2 separate regions of the Rattus norvegicus genome follow, and region 2 is linked to region 1. The links are chromatin contacts, called in public Hi-C maps. All regions are on one chromosome and are shown on one strand. The core of a region is the stretch at or near the end of the contact, and the rest is flanking DNA. Distances in the headings are between cores, read along the strand shown. Region 1 holds the start of Nop10 (NOP10 ribonucleoprotein). Region 2 holds the start of Emc7 (ER membrane protein complex subunit 7).

Region 1 (6,604 bases), core at 4,055-6,554:
CTCCTACACTAGCTACCTTTGATTGCAAAAATAGAAAGAAAAAAAAAAACCTCAATTACCTTGATTTATATCCCACAAAGGCCCAATTAAGAATCCTTCTACTTAGAATTCAAGTCAACTGTTTTATAAAGTGCCCCACCAGTAACTGAAAAAAATAATTTTTGAGAAACAAAATGAGAACAAAACGATGCTAATCCTGTGTAACTTGGTTCCTTCAGAATCCTAGCTATCTCCCCTGGTCCAGGGCTGAGGGCTCCGTGCCATGATCTCACAGCAGCTGGTGACGCCTCCCTCTGCTCAACCCCCAGGGTCCGGATGAGGTAGTTAGTCCTTTATCTGCCGAGTGTCCCACGGTTCTAGCTGAGGACAGAGCATGCAGGCCCACCCTTATCAGGCGTGTATAGCGTGGATCAGATTGCGCAAAGGTGTGCACCAGCCACCTGTTGTGTATCAGGTGAATACCCCACAGGTCTGGTTGGGAGGAGGTGTGTGTTGAGCCACCCGATGTTTTTGAGGTCGATAATCCACTTGGGTCTGGTGGGAGAGATGCGCATGCATAACGGGAAAATACCCCCACACTACAGGATGGAGAAAGAGGAGAGCAACGAGAGGATGCCGAGGCAGAGTGGATTCCTGCCTCCCAGAGGTCTCGTCCTGGCAAAGGAGCTGTTGGCGGCGGCTAGCGGATCAGGGCAGCTCCCACAGCAGGGTCGTGGCAGGTCGTCTCGAGTCCCTCGAACCCACGACCGCTCGCCGTGCTTGCCCTGAGTGTGACAGGACGCGCGTTCCTCCCGGGGCCGGGGCGGGTAGCCTCTCGCCGGCTTTTCTTGGGTCTCGGCCGAGAAGACGGCCCGGCAGGCTGGTCCGGGCTAAGGAGGAGGAGGTCGCAGGTGCGGGAGCCCGCGCCAGCTGATGCGGGTGCGCGCGCAGCTGTTGTTTACTAGCCGCTAACCGTTTCGGAGCCGCAGAGCACAGAAGGCCCCCTCCCCGGCAGACGCCCGAGGCCGTTACGTGACCTCGCCGCCCCCCGCCACGGGCGCGGCGGGCTCTGCCCGCGCCGCCGCAGCCCTCCCCTTCCCGCCCCGCTCGTTCCTCATTCGAGGTTAACCGTCCGGAGTAGTCTGGCCAGCTAGAGGGCGGCGCCGTCCCGCGGGCGGGCAACAGCAGCCCCGCCCGGAGTATGCAGCGCCGAGACAGAGGACAGCGCGGCTGCGCGAACCGGCGACTCTCACGTAGAGCACGACGGGAACTGTAGTCCGTTCCACGGCCTGAACGCGTGTGGCAAACTGCTTTTTCTCTTGATAACCTGTGCTGCTTGTACTCAGCATGCTGCTTAGAGGCAGTCAATGTACATTCACTCCGGAACCGCAAGGATCATCTCTAATAAAAATTTCCCTGAAAAATTTAACATTATGGCACCCAAACCTCCCATTACTGTATTTATTTACCTTAGATGTGACCTCTGTAAAATTTCAGTTGTCTTCTCTAAAACGCCTGTATTTTCATCTTCATCGTGGGCTACTTTCCCCCTTCTTGTTCCTATCCTTCTGAAATTGCAAACTAGGCTTAAATTTCCATTAAAGAGAACTATACAGACATGGAGAGGACATTGGGGTATCTGCACCGCACCATTCCCAGGGCTTGACCTACTTTACCAACCCTAGAATGTTTAGCGTTTAATTCGTCAAGGTGTTTAATAACTTTCAGTTCAATCACGTTTTGTAAACTTTCTGAAAGTTTGATCAAAATGCAGGAGCTCCCTGGAGCCTTTCCTGAGTACTTAGTTCCTCCTAGGTGCAAACTGTTAAATCGGCATACCTGATAATGGATCAGGAGACTAGAGTGACCCTCAGTGGTTAAAAGCATTTACTGCTTTGAAGGAAACCCTATTTTGGTTCCCAGTTCTCACATGCGACTCTTAACTGACTGCAACTCCAGGTCTAGGCGATCTGACCCCTCCGGGCTTAAAAACGTATAAAAGATTTATAGAAGAAGGAGGAGGAGGAAGAGGAGGAGGAGGAGGAAAGGAGGAAAGGAGGAAAGGAGGAAAAAGGAGGAAAAAGGAGGAAAGGAGGAAAAAGGAGGAAAAAGGAGGAAAAGGAGGAAAAAGGAGGAAAAAGGAGGAAAAAGGAGGAAAAAGAGGAGGGAAAAGGAGGAAAAGGAGGAGGGAAGGAGGGAAGGGAGGAAAGGAGGAAAGGAGAGAAGGAGAGAAGGAGAGAAGGAGAGAAGGAGGAGGAGGAGGAGGAGGAGGAGGAGGAGAAGAAGAAGAAGAAGAAGAAGAAGAAGAAGAAGAAGAAGAAGAAGAAGAAGAAGAAGAAGAAGAAGAAGAGGAGGAGGAAGAAGAGGAGGAAGAAATAAAATTGGGGCTGGAGACACGTCTCAGTGGTTAAGTTTCCAGAGGTCCTGATTGAAATCCCAGCAACCACATGGTGGCTCACAACCATTTGAAATGAGATCTGATGCCCTCTTCTGGTGTGTCTGAAGACAGCTACAGTGTACTTTAATAGCCTGGGAATAAAAGAAAACCTGTTCAAACATTAAGACTGTATTCAGGGCTGGAGAGATGGCTCAGTGGTTAAGAGTACTGACTGTTCTTCCAGAGGTCCTGAGTTCAAGTCCCAGCAACCACACGATGGCTCACAACCATCTGTAACAGGATCCGATGCCCTGTTCTGACTGCTACAGTGTACTTACATATAATAAGTAAATCTTTAAAAAAGAAAAACGAAAAGGCTGTATTCAATCTTTGAGATATTTGACATATCCAAGGCCCTAGATTCTATTCTCATCGGTGAGGGTGGAGGGCAGGGTTAAAAAACAGGTTGGTTGGGCTGGAGAGATGGCTCAGCGGTTAAGAGCACTGACTGCTCTTCCAGAGGCCTTGAGTTCAAATCTCAGCAACCACATGGTGGCTCACAACCATCGGTAATGAGATCTGATGCCCCTTCTGGTGTGTCTGAAGACAGCTACAGTGTACTTATATATAAAAAAATAAATAAATCTTAAAAAAAAAAAAAAACTGGTTGGTTGGTTGTTTTTTTACACTCTTATTTTTTTAGAGTGTACACATATACATGAATACATATTTGTGGGTCCCAGGAACTGAACCTAGGTTTGCAGGCTTGTGGCCTAAGCACCTTTGCTGGCCAAAATACTTCTTTTGCTCTTTAGAGACAAAGTGAGATAGGAGTCTCCAGATGTCTTCGAACTCTATATAGCAGAGGATGACTTTCAATTCCTGACCTGCCTTCACTTCCCAAGTGCTGGATTACAGGGTCACTAAACCCAGCCTTCTGCATGGCTTTGTGCATGTTAGAAAGGCACTCGACCTACTATGTTATGTGCAACTTCAGCTCCCTTTCGGTTTTCTGATATAAGGACTAACTACATAGCCCAGGCTGGCCTGGAACTCACAGGGTTCCTATTAACTCAGTCTCTCTATGCTGGGATTAGACATGAGCCATCATGTGCAGCTTGGATTTTTTACATAGCCTTTAATCTCTTGATTAAAACTTCCAATTGTACTTGAAGAAAAGAAATCCAACTCCTCAGGAATCTACTTTCTAAGGCAGTCTTGCTGGTTATTCAAACTAAACAGACTTTACAAAGACAGTTTGCACAATTTTTATTCTCTGACACATGCCTGTCTTTTTACACGTACTTATATATACTACCTAGCTCACCCTTACAGCTCTTCTTGCCTCCACACACTGATAATCAAGCTCCCTAAAGCCATGTGTCAGATGAGATTATCCAGGGGATCTTCTAAGTCCTTGCTAGATTCCTGACAGTTCGCTTTTCTCCATACTGACTATTAATACTTCTAGGTTGAAATCTTTTTATTTTGGTCTGCACAGCTGGTGTCCTATAATAATGCTAACAACGCTAATATTTTATTTATTTTTGCATGCAAAGGACAGAACTGTATCCAATACTGAAAAAAACATGAAGACACACCTCCTACCAGATGTCCTTGACTTAGTTAAGAAACTTCCATGGGCTGGCACACACCTTTAAGGTAGTGCTCAAAGGCAGAGGCAGTTAGACCTGAGACCCAGGGCAGTCAGCTCTACAGAGACTCTGTCTAAAAAGAAAAAGAAAGAGAAAACTCCCAGGGTTGGGCACACTTGTTATCCCAGAACTCAAAAGGTAGTGGTAGGGCTGGAGACAGGGGTGCTCTCCTAAAGAACCAGTCTGTGTTCTATCCCCAGCAGCCACATAAAGGCTGGCTGTCACTCACTGTCTAACTCTAGTCACCAGGGATCTGACTCCCTCTTCTGGCCTTAGTGGTTACCAGGACACATATGCTTAGATATACGTCGGTAAAATACTAATACACACATACATTTTTTATCTTTGAAGAATTCGGAATATATTTTAAAGGGGACACGATTAGACAGTAGAGTATTTTTCCAGTGAATGCTGACCTTTGTAGGAGTCTTTCACAGTCTTTCTTCCTCAACAACCTATCATTGATAGCCCAGCTCTACTGCTACAATGAGGATTTACAAGTGGCCTTGTACCAGCAGCGGTACTATCCTTTCCCCCATCTTTTCTTCCAAAAACACACAAAACGAACTTTCAAGTCATTGTATCTTTAATAACCGGGCAGTAAATCAAAACATGGAAAAAAAGTCGTTCCTTTTACGGGCGATGCCCATCACCACAGACTTTAGTGAGTGAGAGGGGATTCTAAACAGCATGGGAAGGCTTCCAGGCTCACGGAATGAAGTGTTTGGTTGCTGATAATCGGCCGGGGGACGAGTAACACAAGAGATTAACAAGCCCTCAGAGGACAGGTCGCGGTTGCTGGGTCATGAGCACCTTGAAGCGTTTCTTGATGGTGATTCGGTGTCTTGAGTATTTGTCATCTGGGGAGAACCGAGCAGGATGGGCAGAGCAAGTCTGTTGTCCCATGGGGTCAAATTTCTGCTCAAGGAAAAAAAAAAGAGATCTCAGTATATGTGTGGTGTGATAGGAAGGAGACAAGAAACCTGAGTCCAGAAGACACGATGGTCAGACAAGAAACCACTGCCTCTATCTACCACGTTTTGGCTCCGACATGGCTCCACTCACTGGGCTGCGAAGGACGATTCCAACCGCTCCTCTCACCTAAATTTCTCGTCCTTATGATATACAGCTGTTTCCTCTCCTTACCTTTAGAGTATAGACGCGATCGCCCTGCTCGTTGAGGTAATACTGGAGAAACATGACTGTCCCTCAACAGAAAACACACCAATACGTTTACCGCCAGCCGCGTTCGCCCAAAGTGCGCCGCTTCAGTCTTGTGCGCCAACATCCTTCCAGTCTGGACGGAAGTCTCTCCAAGGCATGCTGGGAAATGTAGTCCACTTCTATCATATTCAGGTGACCAGAAGGGGGCATAGTAGAGAAAGTCTTGCTTGGCCTTGGGATCCTACTAGCAGCAACCATGCAAAGTTATTAAGATCCATGGAATCGCCCACTGTGTGCCAGGCATTGCCAGGGATTAGGGAGTAGGGATGAATGTGGGTTAAATGTTGATGCATCATTCATTGTTGATAGCAGTCCTATCTTTAATTTCAAATTGCGTACCCAGTTCAGAGGCACTAGTTTTCTGGTTCCTGGAGAAACAACGGCTCCAAGATTCTCAACACCCTATATCCTAAAGAAGTTAAGATTTTTTTTTTTGACCCTTACATCCGGTTTCCCGCCCTATTTCAAAGTATTGGCGGCAAAGAGTGCATGATGGGTATTCGATATTATGCAAAGTGAAAAGAACGTAAAGGTTTTCTTATGAACTGGTGGATTTTGTTTTAGAGGTCGAACCAAGATTCAAACTCGGAACCCAACCACAAATTCAGCTCTTTCTTTTATGGTGAGTAGCGGATAATAGCAAAATAAGGTGCCCGGTCTCGGAGTATTTCCAGTTTTTAAAAGACTAAAAAGTCTCATAAGGGTCTAGTTTAAAGAATTAAAAACTAAAACCAAGATATCGCAAAATGATCATCGCAGCACTATTGATAGGGGCAGAAATATAGTAGCATACTAAATTTGTAGCCAGAAAAACCGTAAAGTTGTTTTTTTTTTTTTTTAAGTAATGAATATAGACGGTTTGCCTGCAGTTGCATGAGATTCATTAAAAAAAAACAAAAAAAAAAAAAAAAAAAACAAAACAGGGAGCTTAACTGGTGCTCCCAGAAGTCTGGAGGCTGAAGGACCCTTAACATCCAAGAGGTCCAAGAGACCCTGTCTTAAACCGAGAAACAAACAAAATGGTGTGTGTGTGTGTGTGTGTGTGTGTGTGTGTGTGTGTGTGTGTGTGTGTGTGTGTGTGTTTGAGTGTGTGTGTGTGTGTGCGGTCGATATTTTGCAGGGGGTGGGAATGTACAACAAACAGTTAATATTGGTATCTTTTGCATAGCCTGGGTTTTTGTTTAGGTTTTGATGTTATTGTTGTCGACTGTTCTCTCTCTCTCTCTCTCTCTCTCTCTCTCTCTCTCTCTCTCTCTCTCTCTCTCTCTCTCTCTCTCACACACACACACACACACTGAATTTTAGTTGTTTTCACCTTCCCATCTGCCTTTCTAAACCTCTTTGGACTCCCCCCTCAAAACTTTTCTTA
Region 2 (6,844 bases), core at 3,056-5,555, 200 kb before region 1:
CAAGATGTGGTGGCTCCCAAATATAGTGCTAGCACTGAGGGGCAGCGGGGGCTTAAGCAGGAGTATCACCATGGGTTGAAGGCCAGCCTGGGCTACAGAGTAAGTTTCAACATAACCTGAACTACTACAGTGGTTACGGCTGTCACAAACAAAACAAACAAACAAACAAACAAACAAACAAACAAAGTGGAAGCAGCGAACCAAACAGAAAGCACAGGTATGGGAACTTGTCCAGTAATCATAAAATTCAGGAGAGTATGGCAAGAGGATCACTGCCAATGAAGGTAGCCTGAACTATGTAGTGAATTCATGGCCAGCTTGGGCTATATGATTTCTGCCCCTCTTCCCAAATAAAGAAAAACGGCAAAAGTAGATCCTACATTTTATGCTCCCAAATTCTAACAGTTTCTAAAATTAGATGAGCCTATGTCAGAGTAATAGATTCCTTCTGCAGGTACAAATGACGGTAACTAAAGAGCAGTTTCTACTCTGAAGCTCTATCTATCTTTACTGAAGAACAATTACCAATGTATATCATTACAAAGTAGGGTACCAATTTTATCATGTTCCCTCAATTTATTCTTATTGTTAAAAAGATAATTCTATTGTAGTTCATTTGTATTTTGTTGGCTTTCTTTTTCACACAAACATGTTTCAATAGTTTAGTCCATTTACTGTAGTTACTTTTTGACTGGTTATATAGAAACGTACAACTTAGTAGTTAAAGCCATCTATCTTTTCTTTATCTCCTCTAATCCTACTAAGTTCTTTTGTTTAAGTCACTGGACCAAAAGCTGGTAATTTCTTCTTGCAAGTCAAAAATAACTTGTCTAGAAAATGAAAAACTGCTACTTGCTACTTCAAAGAAAAAAGAAATTTAAAAATTAAGGTGAAAAGTGCTCCATGTCATTGCAAGTATAGACTAAGGTAAAGCACAATTGAACTATAAACATTAAAATACCTTAGTCCTCAGTTGCACATGCTTACTCTCCAGACCTACTTTCTTTCTTTCTTTTTTTTTTTTTCAGAGCTGGGGACCAAACCCAGGGCCTTGCGCTTGCTAGGCAAGCGCTCTTCCACTGAGCTAAATCCCCAACCAAGACCCACTTTCAAATGTGCCTCTGAGGGTTTTGTTTTGTTTTGTTTTGTTTTGTTTTTTTTGAGGTCCTAGAAGCTTCAGGAGGGTTGCATGTGGTCTGGTGAGAGTTAGAAGACATCTGTCTAGCCAAATCAACCCTGACAATCAATGAGATGACAGATGTCACAGCCATATCACCCTCACATCCTCCAGACCTACTCTACCTTTCTCTGTCTACGGAATCAGAAGAAAATGCCCTTAGAACATTTCCTCCACAGCTTTATCACTGCCTGGCCCAGGCTCAGGGCCTTGGCTACATACAAGCCCCACCCCACTCCACCCTAGCACTTCCAAGTTTCCAGTAGCCTATTCCCCTCCTTGTCCCTCTGGCAGAGGTGGCAGTAGTTTCTTGGTTGGTTTTGCTTTCATGTATTATTGGATAAATACTGTTGAGGCTGTAAGCTCCAGGGTACTGCACAATCTGTTTCTTCATACTAGGAAGAATACGCTGTTTTAACCTTTGATTAAACTCTATGTTTACTATTCTAATGTTAGTGCATATTCTGCTCTTTTGTTTTTGGAGACAAAAATTTTGCTATATAACTCAGGATGGCCTCAGACTCATGATGCTATCACCTCACCCTCGAAAGAGCTGGGACATAAATGTGGACATTACATCCAGTCATCTTCTGCTTCTTGATAGACCCTGACAGAAACAACTTCAAACGTTTTTTTCGAGCAGAGGGGGAAAAAAAGAAAGAAAGAAACTGATGACTATTCAACAAATAGAATCAGAATTACTGAAAGAAAAAGCAAAGTTGGGCATGATAGGAGACATCTGTGAACACAGTGAGGAAGTGAACACAGGAGGACAAGAGTTTGAGGATGATAAGAATCACACAGTAAAACTATACATAAAAAAAAAGTCAAGGACTAAAGAGATGGCTCCACAGTTAACAGCACTGATTGCTCAACAGGTCCTGATTTCAATTCCTAGCAACCACATGGTGGCTCACAACCATCTGTAATGGTATCTGATGCCCTCTTCTGGTGTGTCTGAAGACAGCTACAGTACACTCATATACATAAAATAAATAATTCTAAAAAAAACTTCACAAGTAGTACATAAACTTATAATATAAAAACAAACCAAAACCAAAGCCAAGCCAAAACAACAACAATAAAACCTGGCAACTACCTAACTGTCAGAAGACTGGAAAAGTAAATTGTGGTTTATCGTCATGTTATGATATAAAAAATGGCTTGACCATTTTAACCCATCTCCTCTCATCTCCATTTTTAAAGTCCAAGCTACTTCCCCAGAAACCAAAAGTACAGTCAAACTTGTGTGCTGTTATTCAAAACAGCTATAAGACTTATCCTACTTCCAACAAGACTATCACCATAAAAGTCATATCAATTCTCAACCAGCCCTTCTATATGAATAAGAGAATGTGAAGTAATAAAAATTGTTCATAAATATTAAATGAAAATTATGGTCTTATATGCTTTATTCTTAAAGACAAGTAATATGATTCTAAAAAGAGAAAAAAATTACTATAATACAATGGTTATTTTCTTTCTGTTGCATCTTTTTAAAAGAAAATATCTTGTTTATGTTTTCTTCAGTAAATATTTATTTATTTGTACTTGGGAGTCACTTCAGGACCTCTTGCATACAAGTGCCACCACAAAACTGTATCGCCAGCATTTGCTTCTTTGAGACAGGGTCTCAACTAAGTTGTTCAGAGTGTCCTTTAGCTTACAGTCTTCTGCTTCTGACTCCTCAGTAGCCAAGTTGTTAGGCCTGTGTCACTGTGCAAGGCTAAGCATAGCTAGCAATATAGAATATATTAAATTGTAAAATATCTTCAAAACAAAAATAGGTGTTTTTCAAACTGCTATATACTGCAGAAGTTGAATTTCAATGAAGCCTTATCTTCCCAATCTCAGTGGGAATTTATTATTAATGAAGCATTAGTTAGGATAAAATTTAAACAATACCCTAGTGTTAGAAAACATTAAACTACTGATTGTCAATTTGTCATTTTAATCTGAGGTTGAATATACCACAAGGGAACTTCAACAACCTGCAGAAATATGCAATTTAAACTTAAATGTCCACATTTAAGGTATGTGGTTTTCAGATATCATAAGTTGGTCTATAAAGCCTGCAAAGAAATATTTTCTTTCAGTTCATAGTTTCAACTCCAAATACTGGTGGCAAAATTTAAAACATCATATTCATGCCTAGAAGAGAGAAAACGGACTGCTGACATAGCGTCAAGAAATTCATCCCACCTTCCAATATAAAACACAAACTTAAAAACAAGAAAAGTACAATTATGTGTAAGGAATCTTAAGCAATCCTGGTCTGACTTAAATGACGAGTGAAATATCGCAAATCCCTCGACGAATTCAATCGTAAAAAGAACAATAATCACAATCTCGGGCCCAAAAAAAGCGCTCTTTGATTAGGGACTTCAGGGCCCATTAATTTTAGAAGCAGGACCATTAGCCTTACAGTCTATGTCGTCACTGGGAGCCCTTTGGGCTTTGACAATTCCCACTTGTTTAGCATCTTTCTACACAACACCAAGCTACCAGAAGAGTGACAGGTAGAAAGCAACCAGGTTCCAGAGACATTAGACAAAGTGCAAGGGGGCGGGGGTGGGGGCACTCAGCAGATAAATGGGCCCAAGTATGATCCGCCTCACACTGGGGCTAAAATGGGGCTACAAATAAATGACCCCATATGTTTCGGGCGCCTGGGACCACTGTCCGCCATCCTCGCTGCTGAAGTACCTGACTCCCTCTCAAGGTCTCCCAGCATAGACCGTTAGTGGCCCCGGTGCCTTCAGTTTTTGACAGCTACATTGCGGGTCCTGACAGCTGTCCCAGCTGGATACCCTTCCAGCGTCCGCCCAAATAGCTTTCCTGTTGCCCTCAGGATGCTCACTTAAGGAAGCCGACATGCTCTTCTCCGTCTACCAGCACTCGGGCCGCGGAGATCCAGTCCTGAGGCTTCACCCCTGGAACAACTGCACGTCCCTCGATCTTAAAACGATCTCCCAGGGCGACCCCACTACCTCCCGGGACCTCGGCAGCAGCCCCAGGCACCTCCGAGCTGTGGGCATCTCCTGATAATAATAGAAGCAGGATGAAAAAGAAACCCCACAGAGCACCCGCCATGACAGCAGCTCTGAAGAGTCAGGCCTACGGCCCCGGAAGCCCTACCCTGCCGCAAGGCCGCTCCAGCGGCCACCGCCGTCGCCCGCCGATGTCGTCATCACCACAAGCCGGATCTAGCATCGAGCTTGTCCACGCCCCCGGAGAGAAGTTAGGACAGTTGACTAATCAGGAGATGAGCTGCAGAACCGACGCTCTGAACCACCAGGGCTTAAAAGGTGGCAAGGCTTTTAAGCGAAATGCCAGAACGTCTAAGGTGAAGTAAAGGTGGAAGAGAGTGTATTGCTGTGGCGTCCACAGATGCAGGACTTATCGTGGGCGTAAAGGATAGAGACCGAGAGGGACCAGGATCTGAAGTGTTGAGTGCTGGGTCTGTAGCTAACACCCAGACATCTACTCTATCATTTTCTCAAGGTTCTTGCTAGCTATAACTATTCTCCTTTCTACTACAATCTCTGTAAAAAAAAAAAAAAAAAAAAGGAATGAACGAAGCTCTTGATGTAGAGTGGAAATGCAGAAATGTGGGCTGAAAAGGAGAGTGTGTGTGTGTGTGTGTGTGTGTGTGTGAGAGAGAGAGAGAGAGAGAGAGATCTATGTTTAAGAAGTACGTGAAGAATGTTTATTTTCATTCCTTTTTAATGCTTTGTTTATTTAACATACACAGATTGAAGACTGAGAAAGTAAAGCGCTCACTATAAATGGTCTCTGATGTACCTAATACACAGACAGGGCAAATGACAAGACCAACGGAAAACAGCATCTAGCAACCTTTCAGTTCTTTATTTACCAAGAGTGCCTCAACCCTGCTTTGTTTCTCACTGTTTTCTAGCTGATGGCTAACATTCTTTTCAGAGTTGATGCTTACCTCCCTTAAACACCTCAGTCATTGAGCAGAGGCCTACATACTGTAAAAATTCATCCATCTCTTCTACTAATTCTCTTCTATTTAGTTTCTCTGGTATAGAGTTTTTCTTGCAGCAGGAATTAATACACCTAGCTTTACACATGATTCTAGTGGTCTCTCTCTCTCCATTCCTTGACTCTATGCTCAGAGATAATCTATAAGCAAAAACATAAAATTAAAATATACACATATGGGGCTAGGGAGATGGGTCAGCAGTTAGGAGTACTTGCTACTCTTGGAGGAGTCCTGGGTTCTGTTCCCAGCACCCACACTATGGCTCTGTGACTTCAATTCCAGGTGATCTCATACCTCCACAGGTACTAGGTACATGTGGTTCACATACATACATGTAAGCAACATTCATATAGTTGATACTAAATAAATCTAATATGCAACATAATGTATATTTAGTTGACATTTAATACACAGTATATAAGTAATGCTTATTATGTAAATAAAAGCAGTATGTTATGTTGTGAACTTTTTTAAGACAGGATTTCACACTATAGTCCAGACTGGTCTTGAACTTTATCAGTTCTTCAGCCACTGAAGTGCTGAAAAGATTGACATGAATTGTGAGCCATCACAGTCAACTCAATGTGTAATTTAATTAAAAATGAATGTATTATAATACATATGAATATATAAATATATGCAGTTATAATGCAGCTGTATGTTACGTGTATATACTTGCACACCACCTATCTGATAGAAAATTGCAAATGCAGCTCTTCATCTTGCCCTTTTTACCTAATCTAACTTGAAAGAAAATCTCATTTCTTGGTCTTTGTTTTATAGCCAGGGTCTTATACCATTGCTCTGTCTGGCCTGGAATTCACTATGCAACCCAAGCTAACCTCAAACTGTGGTAGTTTTCCTGTCTCAGCCTCCCTAGTGCTAGAACTACTGCTCTTGACTATAAAATATCCCAATAGTCTACCCTCACACCAATCAGAATGACTAAGATCAAAAACTCAGGTGACAGCAGATGCTGGCAAGGATGCGGAGAAAGAAATACCCTCCTCCGTTGTTGGAGGAATTGCAAGCTGGTACAACCACTCTGGAAATCAGTCTGGAGGTTCCTCAGAAAATTGGAAATAGACCTACCTAAAAACCCAGCTATACCTCTCCTGGGAATATACCCAAAAGATGCTTCAACATTTAACAAGGACACATGCTCCATTATGTTCATAGCAGCCTTATTTATAATAGCCAGAAGCTGGAAAGAACCCAGATGTCCTTCAACAGAGGAATGGATACAGAAAACTTGGTACATCTACACAGTGGAGTACTTCTCAGCCATTAAAAATGATGACTTCATGAAATTCTTAGGTAAATGGATGGAACTTGAAAATAACATCCTGAGTGAGGTAACCCAATCACAAAAATCACACATGATATGCACTCACTGATAAATGGATATTAGCCCCAAAACTTGAAATAACCCAAGATACAATTCATAAACCACATGAAGCTCAAGAAGAAAGAAGACCAAACTAAGGATGCTTCAGACTTTCATAGAAGGGGGGACAAAAATACAGGTGGAAATATGGAGACAAAGTGTGGAGCAGACTGAAGGAAAGGCCATCCATAGACTGCCCCACATAGGGATGCACCCCATATACAGCCACCAAACCCAGACAATATTGCAGATGCCAAGAAGTACATGCTGA

The links. Hi-C and Micro-C count contacts between places; a contact is called where the count stands out from the background.
Region 2: a Hi-C map of liver shows a contact between it and region 1, with 6 times the contacts expected there. The contact joins the promoter of Emc7 here to the promoter of Nop10 in region 1. A contact is called at or near these places in 3 of 12 Hi-C or Micro-C datasets (kidney, liver and psoas muscle).

Annotation. Positions count from the first base shown.
Region 1 is chr3:119,519,955-119,526,558 of GRCr8, reverse strand. It overlaps Nop10 (NOP10 ribonucleoprotein), which reads right to left and starts at 5,304. Exons shown (of 2, transcript NM_001126100.1): 1 at 5,158-5,304; 2 at 4,219-4,929. The coding sequence starts at 5,211. The coding sequence ends at 4,789. It also overlaps a transcript of Slc12a6 not described here.
Region 2 is chr3:119,715,873-119,722,716 of GRCr8, reverse strand. It overlaps Emc7 (ER membrane protein complex subunit 7), which reads right to left and starts at 4,305. Exons shown (of 5, transcript NM_001399270.1): 1 at 4,038-4,305. The coding sequence starts at 4,270.